2 separate regions of the Gossypium hirsutum genome follow, and region 2 is linked to region 1. Evidence: chromatin contacts called from public Hi-C data. All regions are on one chromosome and are shown on one strand. The core of a region is the stretch at or near the end of the contact, and the rest is flanking DNA. Distances in the headings are between cores, read along the strand shown. Region 1 holds the start of LOC121216898 (vicilin-like seed storage protein At2g18540). Region 2 holds the start of LOC107903551 (protochlorophyllide reductase, chloroplastic).

What was found. Hi-C and Micro-C count contacts between places; a contact is called where the count stands out from the background.
Region 2: a contact with region 1 is called in a Hi-C map of leaf, with 1.7 times the contacts expected there. The contact joins the promoter of LOC107903551 here to the promoter of LOC121216898 in region 1. A contact is called at or near these places in 2 of 34 Hi-C or Micro-C datasets (hypocotyl and leaf).

What each region holds. Positions count from the first base shown.
Region 1 is chrD05:60,587,586-60,593,882 of Gossypium_hirsutum_v2.1, forward strand. LOC121216898 (vicilin-like seed storage protein At2g18540) reads left to right here and starts at 3,821. Exons shown (of 8, transcript XM_041092398.1): 1 at 3,821-4,540; 2 at 5,155-5,200; 3 at 5,365-5,414; 4 at 5,541-5,582; 5 at 6,088-6,201. The coding sequence starts at 4,014. It also overlaps the pseudogene LOC107909502.
Region 2 is chrD05:61,060,654-61,066,332 of Gossypium_hirsutum_v2.1, forward strand. It overlaps LOC107903551 (protochlorophyllide reductase, chloroplastic), which reads right to left and starts at 1,468. Exons shown (of 5, transcript XM_016829632.2): 1 at 1,006-1,468; 2 at 814-912; 3 at 198-729; 4 at 1-115. The coding sequence starts at 1,059.

The DNA.
Region 1 (6,297 bases), core at 2,571-5,070:
TAAAGTTAAAAGTCAAAACCATTAAATTAAAATACAAAACTAAGAGCGTGTTTGGTTGGGTGTATTGACTTAATCCGTGGGCCCCACTAAACGCCACTTAATCCCGTGTTTGGTTTGATGTATTGCCTATTACAGGCCTATTACAACACGGATGTATTCCTCATTTTCTCTGCTTCAACAACGATTAGCCATTCCGTTTCAAAAGTAAGGATTAGCTAATCGTTTCTATTTTACCCTCCACAGCCAAAATCTGCTGCTCCACCCCACCCTCTCCCTCCCAACATCAGCAGCAGTTTTTTTCGAACCAAATCTCCACCGTCTCGCGTTTGGGAAGCGAGAAAGTGCGAGAAAAATGAGCGGACCGGGGAAGAAAGTCGTCGATGTCGCGTTCAAAGCATCAAAGAACATTGATTGGGAAGGGATGGCTAAGCTTTTGGTCTCCGATGAGGCTCGCAAAGAGTTCGCTACTCTTCGTCGCACTTTTGATGAAGTTAACTCTACTTTACAAACCAAATTCAGCCAGGTCTTTTTCTTATATTCTCTCTAATCCCTAGCTCCTTTTTAGCATTTTTATTGATTTTTTTCATAGATTTGTTGGGTTAATCCGTTGATTAGATCTTAGGGTTTTAGTTTTTTAATGATGATTTTAATATTTTATATTGAAATAAATTTTCAATAAGGTTGAATTTTTTTGTTCAAGATTTGATTTTGGAACCTTTCTTTTTTCATTTTTAAGGAAATTTTAGTTTTGTTCAAGGTTTCAGTCCTATCTTGTTAATAATTCGATTTCTTAAGCAGGAACCTGAACCCATTGACTGGGAGTACTATAGAAAATGAATTGGCTCACGCCTGGTAGATATGTACAAAGAGGCATATGAGAGTAAGTTAATTTGATAGTTATCTTATTTGGCCTACTCTCTATCCAAATTTCCAGTCATCCTATATATGGTTATGCTTAGATCAGTTGCAGGTCTATAAAATCATAAATTGTTTGGCTTCCACATGTTTGTGTTCCTCATGCGGTGCCACTTCTTGAATTTGTTACTTTGAAGATCATCTCTATGGTACAAGGGAACTATTACTTAGTTGGATGCTGATATGGTCACCTTAAGTAGCTAGCTCTTTCCTTTCTTCACTCTCAGTTTTTGGGGTTTTGGAAAGGGTATTAGTAAAGTATGGATTTTATTGCTATTGCTTTATATTTCTCTGACTGTTTTTTACAGAAATATCAATGCCTGACCTATATCTGGACCATAGAGATGGGGATATGACCCTTCAAGGACCCTACAAATTCTTGGAAAAAAGTTGAACATACCCAGTTTGGACATTTAGCCTGATCTGACACTTGCACTCGAGTTTGTGTAACACAGTTATCAATCATTTTCCAGCTCCAGATCTCCTTGATCTTTCCTAGATCAGTTCCATGCCCCATACTTCACTGAAAGTTAAATGGAAATCAATTGCCAATGAGGACATTGTTTAAATTGGCTGCTATTTTGTTTGCAAATACAATTCTTATTTGTGTGCAAGTCACTTGTTGAATGTTATTAGCATTTAACAATTTCAGATTAATGCCGTAGATGTTTCATTTCAATAATGCTATTATGTGATCAGATTCTTCTGGACACCAAAACTTGAGATACTCCTATACTTATGTTCAAAGTAGAATGAAGAAAATATAGACATCTAGCTACTCAATTCTCACTTGTCTGCAATTTCTAGCAGTCGAAGTAATCATATTTATCATGCTTGTTATAAGGTTTTGATGGAGTTTTGAGGGATTCACCGTTACAAATGTTATATACTCTTCCATTGCATGTGTAGAGATCCCCAAGTTTGTTGACACTGTCACTCCTCAATACAAACCAAAATTTGATGCATTGGTGAGAATCAACAGGATAATTGACTCTCTTTTACCCTGTCTCCAAGTTTTTTCCTCGAATGATGTGCTATTTATTTGTGGTTATAGCTTGTAGAATTGAAAGAGGCAGAGGAGAAATCCTTGAAAGAGTCTGAGCGATTGGAGAAAGAAATTGCCGAGGTTCAAGAACTTAAGGTAATAAATAAAACAATGCTGAAATGTGTGTTGTTGTGTTCCAAATCACAATTGCTGAATTTTTTATCTTTTTTTATGAGCAGCAAAAGATCAGCACCATGACCGCAGACAAGTACTTTGAGAAACATCCAGAGCTTAAAAAGAAATTCGATGATGAGATCCGGAATGACTACTGGGGCTATTGACATCTTTGTGAATTTAATGGCCAAGCTTTTGGTCTCGACTAGAATTTCTGAACCGTTTCTGTTGTTTTAACCCCTTTTTCTCTTGTGCGGTGATCTGGGTTGGAAAGATTAGGCTGAATGATAAGAAAATAATTGTGTGAGAAAAATTTATCCAATCATTTGAGAAACAAGGTGGATCTTGTAAGACATGCATTCTATTTAGCAGGCATCCCCAGTCATACTTTCATGGCAAAATTTTTACTGTCTGCCCTCTTCATTCCATTCTGTTTTATGTTTATTATTTGAATATTATCTAGATACAATTGAATTTGGACACCTATTTATCTAGATCCATTCTATATGTATTTTTTAATAAGTGGTTATTTATATTATTAGTATTTTGAAATTTTAAATTATATAAATTAATATAAAAAAGATTTTTACATCAAGAATGAATTTATTGATTCAAGTGCATCTAGACAATCATTTATCCAAATTCATCGGGACGTGCTTTTTAGTTCTTTTTAATATTAATTATTTTAAATTGTATAAATTCATATAAGAAAATTTATTATCAAGAATTTTATGAAATTATATATTATTATTAAATTATATGTAATAATAATTATTTTAAATTATACAAATTCATATAAGATAATTTATTAATTATAATTATTTTAAATTTTATTAAATCATATATTTTAATTAAAATATATTTAATATTAATTATTTCAAATTATCTTTTATAGTATCATATATTATGATTTGAGTAAATTCATATAAGAATATTAATTATTAAGAATTTTATTAAATTATATATTTTAATTATAATATATTTAATAATAATTATGTTAATTTATATTTTATAGTATCATATATTATGATTTGAGTAAATTCATATAAGAATATTGATTATTAAGAATTTTATTAAATTATATATTTTAATTATAATATATTTAATAATAATTATGTTTAAATATGATTAAATCATTTATTATTGATATTAATAATCTTATTAAAATTTAAATAACAATAACAATAATCATTTACCAAAACAAATTTATGGTAAGGGTATTTTAGTCATTTTAGTTTTTTCCATTATGCTATTATACCTCTATTCCATTCAACCAAACACAATATTACTATTACGCCTCTATTCTATTACATTCAACCAAACAATTGATTTGTTATTACGCCTCTATTTCATTACGCCTCTAATCCATTACGCCTCTATTCCAATACAGCGAAGCATTGTTTTGATAAATGTTTACCCATGAAGTTAAAATGCAAAATTATTATATTATTTATGTAGTTAAATAATCTTATATTTCGTTTACTTGTTAAATAATCAGTCCATGTAAACAAAACATTGAGTATAAATAATATAATTTGTTAACTTGACTCGAAATTTTTTTAATCGATTTGAAAAATTTCAAATTAAGTTCGATTGTTAAAATAGGATTTATCAACTCCACTAACTTAAAATATTTCGACTCGATCGAATACTCACAATTAATAACAACCAAATATGATTTCTTAAAATAACTAGTTAGACAAAAAAAACATAAATCATGGGATCTAAGTCAAGTGATGCTAATGAAAGCCCACTTAGAGGATGTAAAAGCAGGTTAGCCCGACCCAGTTTTCATTTCCATTTTCCGAGTTCCGTAATCATTTTCTTTGCAACCAAACACGCTTCTCTTTTAGGGGCCTCCACCCCAACCTACAAATTATTGTTAAATCCCTCGCTTTCGTCCTCCTTTCAATCTCAAAACCTCGAAGAACCAGAGAATATGGGTAAATATCGAAACGGTTCTCTCTCAGAGAACTCCGACGAAGAAACGGGAACACCATCTAAACCCAAACCCAAACACAAATCCGACTCAGAATCCGAAGATACAAAGCCCAGAAGCCACAGCAAAAGCGACAAAGGGAAACGACCGAGCAAACCACGAAGAAGACACGACAGCAGCAGCGGTATCAGTGAAGAGTATTCGTATTCGGACTCAGAATCCGAATCGGAATCCCAGTCGGAGTATTCGGAAACGGAATCAGGGTATTCGGATTCGGAGGAGGAGAGGAGGAGGAGGAAGAGGAAGAGAAGGGAGAGAGAAGAAAGGGAAAGGAAAAGGAGGAAGAAAGAGAAGGAAAAGAAAAGGAGAAAGAAAGAAAAAGAGAGAGACGAGGAGAGGAAAAGAAAGAAGAGAAAAGAGAAAGAAAGGAAAGCAAAGAAAAAGAAGGATAAGTTAGAGAAAGGGAAGAAAGGTGCTGTTACAAATTCGTGGGGGAAATATGGAATTATCAGAGAAACTGATATGTGGTAAGTTTCATTTACTTCTCTATTTTTCTTTGAGAAATTGTTGGAAATGGAACAAGTTTTACGTATATGAAAATGGGAATTCTGGGTATGCTTCTTGTAAAATTTCATATTTCAGTTGCCAAAAATGCTGGTTCCAAGGTTTTATTATGGTTGAGATTGAAATTCTTATTTATTTTAGTTTTTTTGCTTCTTGGAAATTGTTGGAATTGAAACTAATTTATATATGTGGAAATTTGCAGCTTAATTTTAAGTTGGAAATGTTCTTAGAATGTTATATTTCAACTGTTAAAATTTCATCCTTAAAAACTGCTCCTCTCTCAGAATGGGTTACGCCTGGCATGCCATGAATAACTGTTTGGTTATGTTAGTCATGCCAGTTTTTAATAGTAAGAATGATGAAATTTGTAATAGAAAGAATCAATTTGCTCTTTAATCTAATATACAGGAACTAATTTGCTACTTTTTGAATAAAGGGATAAAACTCAATCTGATTCCTAGTATAGGGCCTTCATGATACTTTTACCCTTTTAAGTTAGAAAAATGCTAACTCCTATCTTGCATTATTATTGAGATTGAAAATTGGAGCCTCTTATTACTGTTTCTGTAATGTGTAGGAATAAGCGACCTGAATTCACAGCATGGTTAGCTGAAGTGAAACAGGTATTTAAATGAGCTATTTCTCAGGTTATTTATTAACGGTGAATGTATGGTTTTATGTTCAATTTGTCGTGAGAGAAATATGAAAGTTCTTTATTGATCAGCTCTTGTTGAATCAATGATTTGGAGTTTGTTTGTAACTATATTTTTTTTCTCTCTCTTCACAGATAAACTTGGAAAGCTTGCCCAACTGGGAAGAGAAGCAGTTGTTTAAAGAGTATGTGAATTTTTGTTTTGATTCTCTTCTCTTCTCATGGTCTTATTTGAACAATGCGTGCAAAATTAACTGTATTGTTGTTTAAATTAATTTTGCAAATCTAAAATTTTGTGTTTATTTTTGCAGTTTTATGGAAGATCACAACACAGCCACCTTTCCTTCCAAAAAGTAAGGCTTTGTAATCATATAGAATTAGAGATTCTTGTTTCAACAAGAATGTGTGTTATAAAATTCTTAATCGGAGAAAAAAAAAAGGATGTTGGTATGATTTATGCATGTTTTTCCCTTTGAAATCTGTGTTGCCTTTGACTCTTCATTTTTCTTGAAGTGTTTATGTTTCACCTCATATCTAGACATGGTTCTTTAAGAACCCTTCGACCAGTTCTGGACATATACCTGTGTCGGACACTATGAGTTACTTATCTTGAAAGCATGTCTTCCTTTGTCTACTTAGGTACATAATAGTCCCAGCCACAAAAAAAGGAACTGACTCATCATTTAAGAGATTGGTGTTTTATTTAATGGGTTTTTGGTTGTGTTCCTGTTGGTCTAGTTCATCTTTTCTTTATCACTGATTTCTTGCATTCCAAGAAATGAAATAACAATAACTTGGCATGTATGTTGGGTTATCATGTGGGCATGGACATGATATCTTCTTTATTGGTCATTGCAGATACTATAACCTTGATGCTTATTATAAGCGCCAAATGGAGAAAGAGAACAAAAAGGGTGTTAAAAAGGTTCTCCAAGGAGAGCGTACTGTATTCAATGATGAAGAACAGCGCCGGTACATTTTGATGCATCATTTTATGCCATATTTTATTTGAAGTAGTTGATATTCTTGTTTTTCAGCTTTATTGAATATAGCTTTCTTTGAATTTAA
Region 2 (5,679 bases), core at 218-2,717, 470 kb after region 1:
TCTCCACCATCAATCATGGCAGAGCTGTTCAGTCCATTTAGTCCACCTGCAAGTCCTCTTAGATCCCCAAGGTTTGCCTTCGGAGGTACATTACCGGCCAATGTATTTGTGTTTCCTGATTCATTCCATGTTAGTACACCAATACCACAATTCATACAAAAATGCTCATTTTGAATGACATTGGTATAGCAAATTACCTGTTATGGAACCGACGATGATGAGGCGTTTCGATGGATAATCGGATTGCTTCAAATCATCGAGCAATAACCGCGAAAGAAGGAAGTGACCGAGGTGATTAGTCCCCACACTAAGTTCAAATCCTTCAGCAGTGAAAGTGGGTTCCTTGGCAGTTGGTTGATAAACAGCAGCATTGCAAACAAGTACATCAAGAGGTCGGCCTGATCGCTTGTAGCTATCGACGAATTGTCGGACACTGTCGAGGGAGGCAAGGTCTAAATGCATAATGGTGTAGTTTTCTTTTGACATTCCAGCAGACTTAGCAGCTCTCTCAGCCTTGAGAAAGTCCCTGCAAGCCATTATAACATGCCATTTCCCAGTTTCAGCCAAGGCCTTCGCAGTGGCTAAACCCAATCCAGAGGAGGCACCGGTGATGATCACACTACCCTTTCTTAGTGTTTTCTTTCCATCCACTGTAGATCTGGTGATTGCTGGTGTTGCAGTGGCTGTTGTTTGGGCTCTGACAGCCCCAATTCTATGGTTGAATTCCCTCTACAAAGGAAAAAAGCTCAATTACAGGCACAAAAACAGCATAAACACCATAGTTGTCCTATTTAAAGAACTCAGAATCCCAACCTTGCATCTTGAAGCAGAAGAGGTGAAGTCAGCTTTGATGTGATCAGAAAGTGACACTCCAAAGAGAGATGAATCCTTGAAAGAAGCACCAGACTTTCCCTACAAATTAGAACCCCAAAATGTCAAAAACCCCAAACTGAATCAGAAAAAAAAAACAAGAACCAGTTCTTCAGTACAAAGCTGAAAACAAACCTCTTTTGGTACAGAGAAAGTAGATGGAACCAAAGCAGCAGCTTGTAGAGCCATGTATGTACCACTTTGAAATGGCTGTGTAGTGGACCAAAGTGAAGGGTGAGCTCAGTAGTAGAAAGAAGTGAGTGTTTGTTCATTGTGAGAAACGAGCAAAGATATTAAATAGTGACAGGTATGAAAAGATAAGATAATTAAGGAGGGTAAACTTATCTGCCACATCAATTCAATGTAGCCAATGAGCATTGAGTTTGGGATTTTCTGAAATATTTTAATAATGTTTTAGTCCCTAAGTATGGGGATATTTTGGAGTTGTCCCCACCCACCAAGGATGTTCCACTCCCTGTAGTTATGGGCTGGTTTATCGGAAGATTGAAAGGGATAGGGAGTGGTCTCTGGTGAGGTACAGTGGAATGGATTAGAGAGGTGTTTGGAATTGGAGGGGGGAGCCGATGTTTCTGGACTGAGAGTGGCAATTCGGTCCACCTAGTACAAATCCATAATTTATTAAAATTTTATTAAAAAATTCAAATATATATAATTTGATTCAATTCATCTATATCAATTCACGAATTAATTAATTTTTTATTTATTTTAAATTATTTATCGACCGAGAAAATTTATATCAATTTATGGATTATTTTTATATATTTTAAATCATTGATTTTACCTACTAAAGATGAAAAGAGACTTTTAGATTTTAGATTTCAAACTACTTCGCATTCTCTCCATCTAAGAAGAGCATTGCCAGTCAAGGGGTTAGCAAAGACTTCAGTCACCCTAAAATATAAAAAAATACTTTAAAATTTATAAAAATTTAAATCAGTGAAAGTAAAATTATACTTTGACTCTTAAAATAATAAAAATTTTATTTAATCCTTTAAAATTATAAAAATATAGATATTAAAATAGTGAAATTATATTTTTACTAACATCAAAATATATAATTTAATTTCGGTCCCCTAAAAAATTTTTTACTTTAACCTATATGTTCACTGTACACAATTCTTTCCTCTGTCCATGTAGCTGAAATTTTGTCGAAGAAGTAGCTATTCGTTGATTTATATTTTTCTTGCATATTTTAGTTAGGATGATCTTTTTTTAATTTACAAGTAAATTTAAGAAACCACTAAATGTCTTTAATTGGTTAAAAATTTAAAATAAACTAAATAAATAAGAAATATAATATTTTCTTAACTTTCCTTATAAAATGTAAAAACTCCATCCCTAGTATATTAAAAAAAAAGTAAGCTATATAAATGGTGACTCAACTATGCCCGAATTCCTGTTTTGGTCATCTACCGTTAAATCGATAATAGAAAATCTTTTTCTAACTGGTATAACAACACATTTAATCCTCAATACTTACTTACTTTATAAATTTGATCCTAATTCTAAACAATTCAATAAATTCAACCATTCACATTTATAAATCTATCAATTTGATCCTAAAACTTCCTAACCAAACCTTTCAACTTTTAAAACAAAAGCATTCCACATCTATGAATTTAATATTAAAAATATTAAAATAAATGTTTCCCAACAAATTGGAAATAAATTTTAAAAAATATGTATACTTAAATAACACAAAGATAGGTGCAACTTAACAAGTAAATGCATCTAAAATAGTAACAAAATTAACAATAAAACAAGAGTTATATAATATCCAAACAATAACAACATAATAGTAGCAAAATAAAAGTGAAATGGTAGCAAAATAGTGAAAAAAAATGAAAATAGAAACAAAATAATAAAAAAATAGCAAGAAAACAGTAAAAAGAACAACAGTTTTTTTTTGCATATTCAGGCTGGGTCGGCCCAAGCCAAAAAGGTCTTACTCAAGGCCCAACCCGTTTTCTAAACAGGCCAAATTTTTTTTGCCCAAATCTATTTTTCGAGCTTATATTTTTACCCAAACCCTCCCACTTTTCGGGCAAGCCTTCGGAATGTGGAATGTGGAATGCCTCTGCTTTTGAAGCTAAAAGCTTAGGTTAGAAAGTTAGAGGATTAAATTGATATAATTTATAAAGGTAAAGGGTTCTATTTATTGAATTATTTAGAATTAGGATCAAATTAATAGAATATATAAGTAGTGATAACTAAATATGTTATTATACCATTTAGAAAAAGGTTTTTCATTATCAATTTATCAACGGTTAACCAAAACAAGAACGAATTCAAACCTTAGTACCTAAATTGAACACTTTTAAAGTTGAGTGACCAAAATAAGAATACGGACATAATTGGATGGTCATTTGTATAATTTACCCTTAAGAAAATAACAAAAGGTTGACAGATTAACAATTCATATTACAAGTGGTCCTTCATCACTTAAAATCATTAAAATCATTATATATTTATAAGTTTTTTTATACATTAGATGGGTATAATTGAGTATTAACATTGAGATTCATTGTAAAATTTTGATGGCTAATGTAAGGTCTTATATCTTCTTATTTGGAAGAGAATAATTTTGGGGTTTGGAGAATTCCAAATGCTTTCAAGTGGTTAGACTTTTGATTTGGTAAACTTGTTGGAAGGAAAGAATGTTATTGGGCTTAAGTGGGTTTTTAAAAAAGTACCATGCAAATGGAAACATCAAAAAACGTAAGGCAAGACTGGTAGTAAAAGGTTATTCCTAACATTAAGGCATTGACTTCGATGAAACATTCTCTTTTATTGCTTGTTTTGACACGGTGAGAACATTTTTAGCCTTGGCTGCTAAATTAAATTGGCTAGTGTATCAATTTGATGTTAAATCTTCCTTTTTAAATGTGACTTGGAAGAGGAAGTTTGTATTGCTCAATTTGAAGGCTTTGTTGTTAATGGCAAAGAAGATAAAATATACAGGTCAAAAAAGGTGCTTTATGAATTGAAGCAAGTACCTAGAGTATGGTACTTTAAAATTGATTCTTATTTTCAGGAAAATGGTTTTGAAAGAAGTAATTATGAGCCTACTCTTTATATAAAGAGTGAAGGTGAAGATTTTTTGGTGGTATGTTTTTATGTTGATGATATGATTTATATAGGTTCAAACGAATTTTTGTTGCTAAATTTAAAGATTGCATAATGAAGAAGTTTGAAATGTTTAACTCAAGTCTATTGCATTGTTTCCTTGGTCTTGAACTGAAACAAGGTGTTGATGGGATATTTATTTCACAAAGGAAATAAGCAATTGATCCTTTGAAAAGTTTAATATGGCCAATTGTGAGGTTGTTGTCACACCCATGAATATTAATGAGAAGTTGTGTCACGATGATTGAGCTGAAATGGAATGTCACACTTTAAAAGTCTTGCTAATAGTTTAAATTATTCATCTCATACAATACCATATATTTCTTTCTCTATTGGAGTTGTGTCGAGGTTTATACGCAATCCAAGCAAGCTTCACCTTGGAGTTGTAAAGAGAATTTTGAGATATGTTATAGGAACACTCTAGCATGGGATTTGGTATTCTAAAGTTTCAAATTTCAAATTAATTGACTTTACAAACAATGACTGGGCTGGTAGCATTGAAGATAAGAAGAGCGCATTAGATTTCATTTTCATCTTTTGGTCTAGAACAACTTTGTGGAGTTCAAAGAAACATGCATTAGTAACCTTATCAACCTCTAAGGATGAGTATGTAGCTGCAACATCTTCAACTTGACAAGTAGTTTGGTTAAGGAGAATTCTTGCATATTTCAATCAAAACCATATAGTTGTAAAGGAGATATTTTAGGATAAAAGATTGTCTATTGTTATGAAAAAAAACTATCTTTTCATGGTAGAACCAAACACATCGATATTCATTATCATTTTATTTGAAGCCTTGTTTCTACCGAAGGAATTATTTTGAAGGCTTGTGATACAAATGAGCAAGTTGCAAACATTTTTACAAAGCTGATTCTGCAAGCAAAACACGACCTTTTTAAGGAAAAACTTGGTGTTTGTAGCTTTGAATAAGGGGAAGTGTTGAACGTTGGTTCACCTTGATTCAAAGCTAACCTATTATATTAAAGTTAGTTGAATACTTGACAGAAGGTTTTGTGAAACTTTGTTGCTAATAATCAACTTAGTGGGTTGTTTGTTTTGAGATATTTTAGGCTTGTTAGTTATATGTAAGCATATCTATAGAGGCACTAAATTGTCATCATAAAATTTACTTTTATTTTTTTATTTATTATGCAATTGTTTAACCTTATGCTATTTTATTTTAATAATAAATAAATACATTTTTCTTGTAAATTAATTTCTTATTTATTTTTGAATAAATAAATTGAAATTAGGAAAGAACAATAAGTGGATAGATCTTCTCTTTTGATGGAATTGATGAAAAAAAGAAAGAAGAAATATATTTTTTTATTAAAGCATGTTACTATTTATTATGGTTTAAGGGTAAATTTGACCAAAATTATAAAAGAAAAAGTATAGTAACATTATTATAAATATAACATTTTTTTGTTAAAATAAATAAAAAATATAATAGGTAAATTATAGTTGAAATGTTTCACAAACCTCGAACTTGGATAGTAAAACGAACATGATAATACCCAAAAAAAAATATAGTTGGAATGTTATTGGAAGAATATATCAAAGAATCAAAGAATTTAATTCATTAGTTATTGTTGTTTTATTTTGGATCAAGTAAAATGAACCGAGGTCATTAAAAATAAGGGTAAAATTGTTAAAAATCTC